Linked DNA regions of Mus musculus: region 2 is linked to region 1. Evidence: chromatin contacts called from public promoter capture Hi-C data. All regions are on one chromosome and are shown on one strand. Each heading gives the region's core, a stretch centred on a gene start, on an enhancer-like site or on the middle of the called end of the contact. The rest is flanking DNA. Distances are from core to core; before and after follow the strand shown. Region 1 has its middle 45 kb from the start of Fstl5. Region 2 has its middle 17 kb from the start of Gm24150.

Evidence for each region. Promoter capture Hi-C pulls out the DNA fragments that hold promoters and counts their contacts.
Region 2: a contact with region 1 is called in a promoter capture Hi-C map of pre-B cells. The contact joins two enhancer-like sites. A contact is called at or near these places in 5 of 39 promoter capture datasets (cranial neural crest, frontonasal cranial neural crest, maxillary cranial neural crest and 2 more).

The regions. Positions count from the first base shown.
Region 1 is chr3:76,027,544-76,031,801 of GRCm38.p6, forward strand. No RefSeq gene overlaps it. Among named protein-coding and RNA genes, the nearest start is that of Fstl5, 45 kb to the right of the region's middle. Within about 2 kb of position 2,053, at least 4 of the 459 cell types and tissues checked have an H3K27ac peak or open chromatin away from gene starts, as enhancers often do. A contact at or near this core is called in pre-B cells, where this site is marked.
Region 2 is chr3:79,177,079-79,181,336 of GRCm38.p6, forward strand. It overlaps a transcript of Rapgef2 not described here. Among named protein-coding and RNA genes, the nearest start is that of Gm24150, 17 kb to the right of the region's middle. Within about 2 kb of position 1,808, at least 137 of the 459 cell types and tissues checked have an H3K27ac peak or open chromatin away from gene starts, as enhancers often do. A contact at or near this core is called in pre-B cells, where this site is marked.

The DNA of each region.
Region 1 (4,258 bases), core at 803-3,302:
GAACTACACACAAAGCCTGAACCACGAAAATGGTTTGCACAGCCACATACAGATTTAATCAACTCTCCGTTCTCACAATGAAAGTACAAATACTTCTGTTTATAGTGTTCAAGCTACACCACACTTAGTGAAACTTTCTTCTGCTTGACTTCATGACCTTAAAACTACTCTTACTGGTTTTGAGTAGATTCATTATCCTACCAGATAGATATAGTTACAGAGTTTATGTTATACAATTTACATGTGATATTATACTACATATATAACATATATTTAGATGACATATGTATTATATAATATCACAAATATGTATATGTTAGATTGTCAGATGATCAATGAACATAACAAAATGTAGTGAATAAGTGTAAACTTTAAACAATTTCTGAACACTAGAAAGATCAACTATTCATTATTAGGATGGGCATATCTTATAATCTTGATATGACAGGTGATTGATGGAGAGACTGATGAAAGCCAGACAGATGATGGATAGATGGCCAAGCATTCAGGAATAGTAATTAGCAAGATTTGACGCTGTCCTTTAAATTGCTATTTCCCTTGAGTTAAGGCAGGTGCACAGCAGGATTTTATCAGCTTTGTTTCATAAGTGAAGACACTGACTTTCACAGTATAAGGAGGATTGATGAAACCCACAACCACCTAATAAAAGAGTTGGTGTTCAAATATTAGTCTAATCAAAATAATTTTTCTTCTGCTAGCCTATGTCCTATAGAGATGGATTGTGTTCATATTGGTCAAACTGACTTTCAGGTTTGGTAAAAAGGACTTTGGTCCAGTGTGCTAATATTAGCATTGAGAGAAATAAAGCTTTGTTAAAGGTAAGTAGCTGCTAGCATGAGGTATCAAAAGCAGGCAGACTCCTATGTGAGATCACAGAAGTTGTACGTTTTGGCTCTGCATTGTGTTTAATGAACCAACACAATCATTGCATGAAACAAGCTCCCTAATATTTTTTCCTATAGTTTCCTCAATTGAAAAGAACAACCCCACACCAAAGTGCCAATTATTTTTTATGGGTCTGTTCCACATGCATCCCACTTTTAGCTGAGACACAAAACAACAGGAGTTGTAAACATCAAACTCACATTACAACTCTGCCTTTTCTTTCAATTATTGTTTATTTTCTTAAAATTTGGCTAATTCCTATCCATACCGAGCAGTTTTTATGAGGCTCTTTGGCCATTCAAGCTGTTTTCTCACTCATCTCCGCTGCTTTCAAGTTATTTACTTTCTCTGTCTGCTAAGGATCCTTTTACTCGGCACAGCAGAATAAAACGTCAAACTTAATGATATTTTCAAATTCATGTTGTTTCTTCCTGTGAGAGAAGGACTCGTCCGTGTCTGAACTACGGTGAACTCTATTTGTGGCCCTCCTTCAGAGTTCTGACCAATCAAGTGGGCACGACAGCAATGAGACTTGTAACACTCTTCCCATCTCTGACATCTGGCTGATTATCTTAAGAGTGTCCTTGCATCCTTTTCTATTCTTGTTCATAAAATATCTGCTAGTTATTTTACATACATTACAATTCACTTAAAAACTTATAACAGAAAGTGATCTGAATGATTGGGCTCCTGTGATCGCACACAGAAGCCTGCCTGCCTGCCTTTGATACCTCATGCTAGCAGCTACTTACCTTTAATGAAGCTTTATTTCTCTCAATGTGAATATAGCAAACTGGACCAAAGTCCCTTTTACCAAACCCAAAAGTTGTTTCGACAAATATGAACACAATTCGTCTCTATAGGACACAAGCTAGTAGAAGTTTGGTCCCTTCTTTGTTTCATTCTCTTCTCATTTTATATTTAGATTAGAAGAGAAATGTGAGTTAACATTTACATGTTACTTATTCTTCTTTTGATCTCTCCTTCTTGATATCTATAGTGAGCAATACCTTCCCCTCCATTTGCTACTTTCCTAAATTTGGTCCAGTCTAATCACTGTAATGACCAAATAACCATTGTGTGCTTGGACATGTGCACTTTGTGCATTTGTACAAATAAGGCTATTTTATCATTTTACTGTTAACATTTTTTTAGGGTCCTTGGGGAGTCATTTACTTCCTCTTTTAATTAGAGAACCAAAGTTAGTTAAGTTGGTTATGAACTATAATTAAATTTTGTGCCTATTCGTATCATCCGTTTACAGTGTTGTGTTAATGTAGATATTAGATTAAAAAGGCTTTTCCCCCCCAACAGGAAAGGAATGGGTAATAAATGCTTGTGATATAAAAGAGGAAGGGGTTGTGGAAGGAAGCAGAAGACCAGTGAGAAATAAGACAGATGTCAGGAAATGGTAGTGTGGAAATGCTTAATTAAGCACAGCTATGCCACAATTAAACACTTTACTTTGTATGCTAACTTTAAAACCTAATAAAAAAAGAGAGAGAGAACCAAACCAACAAAATGCCAATACATGGCCTATGTGCAAAAGACATCTGAATCAGTTTCTCAAAACCTCTGTAACAAAATAGGAGAGACTGGTGGTTTAAAACATCAGCAACCACACCCTAGAATGGTTCTACTTAACTGGAGTTTATTACCTATTTTTAATGTGTCTCTGTATGTAGTATGGTATACATGTGTGTGCAAGGTTGCACTACGGGAGCACAGGGTTGTCAGGTGCACATAAACACCTGAGGCCAACTTCAAGAGTCTTCGTCCACTCCTCTTCACCTTATTCCTTGAGGCAAAATGTCTTAAGTAGAGCCTTGCTCACAGATCAGGCTGGGCTCCTGAGCTGGCTTGCTCTGCTGAGCCTGCCTTTTGTTTTGGAAATAAATACAGGCAGACATCTACTTGACATTTATGTTAGATCTGGGGGTGAGTCTCAACTCTATTCTTCACTTTTGCTTCTTTAATTTTACTTTTTAATTTTTAGGTTTTCAAGACAGGGTTTCTCTCTTTATCTCTCGCTGTCCTGGAAATCATTCGCTGTGAATGCAGTGTCACCTCACACCACTTCCCCCATGCTTTTCCAGTTACAATGGGCCATCACCTATGAGCCAAAGCAAACCCTTCCTTCCTGAGGTTGTTTCTGTCATGGTACTTTGTAGAAGCAGTGGGGGAAAATAAAGAAGGCAGCGCTGACTGCAATTGTATTGCATAAACAAGGACATTGCTTTATAGCTTAGCCTATTTAAACTGTATTCAAGCATTTAAATCACTTAAAGCCCAACTAGAAAAAAAAAAGTCTCAATAAATGTTTGCTCTCAGCCTTATCATCAGTATTATTTTTGCTCAGATGAAAAGTACTTAACTTTCATAAGTGAGAGAATTGCTTTTAATGAATAGTGTATTTTTTTATTCTTCTTTCCTCCATTATATCCTGACCATAGCCTCCCCTCTCTCCACTCCTTCCAATCCCACCCCCACATCAACTAGAGCATTGCATGTCAAGATTCAACCCACCTAGGCACAAACACTCATATCAAGGCTGGATGAGACAACCCAACAGGAGGACAAGGGTCACAAAGGCAGTCAAAAGAGTCAGAAACACCCACTACCAGGAGTTTCCCCCAAACATCCAGCCAATAACTGTGGCATACATACAGAGGGTCTAGCACAGAACCATTCAGGCTCCATGACTGCCACTTCAGACTCTGTGAGCCTCTATGAGCCTGCTTAGTTAATTCTGTAGGCTTTGCTCTCCTTGTGTCCTTGATACATCTACCTTCCATAATCCTTTCTCTCCCTCTTTTGCAGTGATCCCCAAGCTCCACATAATGTTTGGCTGTGGGTCTTTGCATCTCTTCCCACCAATTGCTGGAGGAAGCCTCTCCTATGACTATTAGGCTAGACAACGATCTGTGAGTATAGCAGAATGTCATAAGAAATCATGTTATTGGTTTTATTTTCCTTTTAACCAGTTGTGTTTAGCTCTACCCTAGGTCTCTGGGCCATTCAGCTTTCACAGGAATATTGTCTACTTTTTAAAAAGGTGCTTGAGAACTGAATTCAGAGTCTCATGTATGCCAGGCAAGTGTTCTGTTACTGATAAGCATTATCTAAGGCTTGATTTTGCCTTTTGGGGTTGTTTTGGTTTTAATTGGCTTTGATATACAAAGGAAGGGGGAGGAGACAGTACAGTTCCTATACTATTTTGTTTTTCTGTTCGCTTGACATATGATAAAATCTTATATTAACGAGTCTTATGCTACAACTTCCTAACCAATGCTACTGAGTAAATTCATACCATTTTGGCATTTCCTTGTTTTTCAATGATAACCTAATTTCC
Region 2 (4,258 bases), core at 558-3,057, 3.1 Mb after region 1:
TGGGAGACTCAGTTGTCATACTTCATTCCATCTCAGACCTGGGCAATTTTATAAGCACTACTGCTTCTTTTGAAAATGTGGAATGGCACAGTAAAGAAATCATACGTATTTGTAATGGATACAATGGTCCTACGATACCTGATAAAGGAAATCAAAACGTGCTGCCACGGGGCTGTTCACAAACTTCAGCAGGAAAGGTGAATCCCCACTTTCAACACTAGCAAACTCCACAGCGCTGCTGGTATGCACAGTTCCTGTACCAAGTCCCCACATCCTGTTACCATACAGCTAGGGCTTAGCTTCTAGAACTTCATGACTTTGAGTTGAATTAACATGCAAAGGTCACACTGTATAATATGTTCCCAGGAGAGTCTGGGATGTGGTAGCTGTAGGTGAACTGGTAAACTACAGCCACAAGACTCACATCCTGGAGACATCACCATGTTGTCAATTGGGAAAACAATTCTTCAGCACATGCATTTCTCAAATACGCTGAAGGAGAGAGGCAGCTCCCTTGGAATAAATCTAAGCAAGGCATCTGTCTTTATCAAACTGAACTGAGGAGAAGGGCCAGCTGCTTACATCCCAGCTGGAAGCATAAGGATCTGAACTAGGGTCTCTTGAGAGCACCTGTAAGACCATGAGGCGAGTACAGTGCTGTCCATAGCCCTGGTGCTAGGGAAGCGCCAGGACTCCACTATTTGTACAGCAGAGCTCAGTGCAATATAATTCACAATGGCCACATATGGAAACAACTCTATTAACCAAACAAACAGTATTATGTACACATAAAACAGACTTCAGAATGTTGGTGATAACAGTCTGGCTCCATAGCCCACCCAGGCTAGCTTCAAATCCATGCTTCGCCTGCATGGAGCCTCCCAAGCGCTGGGCGGACAATTGCGTGACACCATATACAGCTCACAATGGAGGACTATTCAGACATAAAAAGGACTCAAGAACTGACACATGATACAAATGGACGAAGCTTAAAAATATCACCCGGAGGGCAACAAGCCAGTCACAAAAACTCCACTTAGAGGAATTAGCTAGAATAGGCAACTTCACAGAGGAAGAAAGCGAGAGGCCGAGAGGCCGCTGAGGCTGGAGAGGAGACAGAAGGGCGAGCCCCACAGTTAGTTTCTGTTTCTTTTAGTGGCTTTAGGTTTCTTTACAAAAACTAAGAAGTAAGGGAAAGCAGGAAGTCAAAGCAAACAAGTAGATGGCAGAGTGCTTGCCTGCCACTTCACGCCTGGCCATGGTTAGAGCCTCCCCCCAGCCTCACCCACACCAAAGCCTTAAGTTGTTTGAGACTGGACCACCCCACTGAGAAACACTGCACCAACCTCTTCCCATTGGTCCTAGAAGGCTGAAGTGACAGTAGCTATGAACGTACGTGGGAAGACATGGGGAAGGCACACATGTAACAGACACTCAGTGCGTGTCCCCAGCAGTCAGTTATATCCTGTTTGCTTTAACTCAATATAACCACATTTTTCCTTTTGTCCGTGGACTATAATAAGGCTCTTCCATATTATTTCTTACATGAAAAGTGTTTTGCTGCCCACTCCTCTTCATGTGTTCACTGGACAGGTAACACAAATCAGTATTATCAACATAAGCCCTATAATTAACATTGGAATTTACAAAATCAAATTCACAAAATACAGCCATTATTTCTTCAGTAGTTTACAGTCCATGGAAGATGAGTATTCAAACAGCTGCAACCCAATGACAGCCCAGACTGGCCTTCAGGGAGAGGCAGCACTCAATGGCCAGGCACACTTGCCAGCTAGCCGAGAGGGAAAAGACAGCTCAGCATTTGTAATTCACAGAGCAATTCAAATTCAGCAAAATCACACAGTGCAGGAAGAGCCTTAGGTCAGATGAAAATACCCAGAGGTTTGAATGTCAGATCCATACAGACCAAGTGCCCTCTGACAGTGCCTGCCGGGAGTGCAACCTACAGAGAGGTTAACTGTTGCCGCTTTGAACTTTCAAAGATAGAGTGCTGTTTTGTTTACATTTGGATTAAAACACTTTAAAAGTCATCCCAGTCTTTACAGTAGTTTCAGTTTTTGTGGATACCTGTGTGTAAAACAAAAATCAATGTTTGTGTGTGCGTGCACATACACATACACTTGCCGACATGCCAGGTAAGTCTTGGCTATAACATTCAGAATCCTGGTCCTTTTCCATCCTAGACACTGGCTTTTGACAGGCAGCTATGAAACTGAAGAGGGGTGTGAGGGTGCAGCAAATGCGGTAAGAGTGTTCTTAAAGAACTTGTTCTCTATAAACACACTGCACAACTTTGATTTCAGCCCTTTAGCTTCAACGTAATTCCAGTACATTCTTACAATCTTTAATATTAAACAGCCAGCCGCAAAATGAAAGCTAAGTTACACAGGTCCACATTTGTCAACTGTTGGCTCTCTTACTTAGCCTTATGAAAATAACAGCATGTAAGATCTGTTGCCAGCCATCAGTTGAAAGACCAGCAGCACACAACACACAACATACAGCACACAACACACAGCACACAACACACAGCAACACAGCACACAGCACAGCTCACAACATACAGCACACACCACAGCATACAGCACACAGCACAACACACAACACAGCACACACCACACAGCACAGTACATAGCACAGCTCTTAACACACAGCAACACAACACACAGCAACACAATACATAGCACACAACACACACCATAGCATACAGCACAGCACATAGCACAACACACAACACAGCACACACCACACACCACACAGCACAACACATAGCACACACCTCAGCACACACCACAGTACAACAGTCCACAGTTTCATCCCACTTGAAGGTTTTGCACAGAACAATTTAAAAATTACGAATTACAAATTAACTCAGTTCTTCAAATCAAAATAAAGTAAGGAAAATGTTCTTAATAGGTGCAAATAGCATGACATTACATAATCCAAAATGCGCTATAACAGCCCGCTAGGTAGAGCTCATAACCAGAAAGCACAAATCTGCGAAAAGCACCTTACCTAGTTTGTGTAAACTCCCATAAGTAACTAATGGGTAGCAGAAGTTTGTAAGGCTGGTCGAGCCTAGGTTTCTGTCAGCACGTTTCCTCCCAATTTGATTCAAGAGCATGTTTTATTAGTGTGAGTGTCCTGGAAAAGGCAGCAGCTGGGCACAGAAGCCCCCTCTGCCAGTGTCCCTAACCTTGCCCTGTGTATGGGCCTCCACATTCTTGTGTGCGTCAGAACTGCTTGGCGGAATGCAAGTTCTCTACATCGGAATGTAAACTTACTCCTGTCAGGGAAGACAACCAGGAGATCAGAGCACAGCAGAGAAGCTGAGACACTGACAGGCGATCCAAATTTACCAAATCATCTAAAACGCCAAACTATCAGAGAGCCTATTTCTCATCTCGTCATTCCTAGAAAGTGATAGACACTGAATGTTAATCTCCTTATAAATAAATCTAATTAACTAAAATGTAAGTAACCAACTGATGCTCCTGAACCAAAATCAATGTATGTATCGATGACTTCAAAGAAAGAGTCACATCTCATTGTCTAGACAAAGTATGGTAGCAACTGTGGAAGCCTGGAATTTCATTCCCCAAGTCAAGAGAAAACAGCAAAGTACACTGAAAAACTTGCCATAAAAACACACTGAATCTTTTTAAATGTTTTACATTCACTCAAAAATTAGCAGGCACTAAATAAAATCATACCTCATGTAAATTACAAAATGTGTGTGTGTGTGTGTCTGTGTGTGTGTGTGTCTATGTCTGTGTGTGTGTGTGTCTGTATACACACTGTGTCAAGAGAGTGGACTAAGTGGCGACGATTCCCTAAGTATTTGGAAACTACACACATTTCACCGTCTCTAGACACCTTCCACAGCTACTTTAGAAATGTTCCACCATCAGCAAGCACTCAATGGCAGTTTGGAAGCCCAGCACTGAATCTTTACTTACAAATGTAGCAAGCACATACAAAAATAATAAGGAAGGGCTCTTCACTGTGCCCCCCTACTCTCCCACCCCCCTGTTCAGTTCCTCTACTTAAGAAGCATTAAGCATTTAATATTTGTAGTATGAACATTTTAATTTCTAAAAATCCAACCTGCACTGTCTTCAATGTCTTTGAAGCCCCAGTACAGCAACAGTGCTGCCACCGTCTACGGCTACGTCTCTGTAGCAGCAAGCGCTCCCATTTCCCTGTTAGCTGCTGGTGAGCCCATGCACTCCGGGCT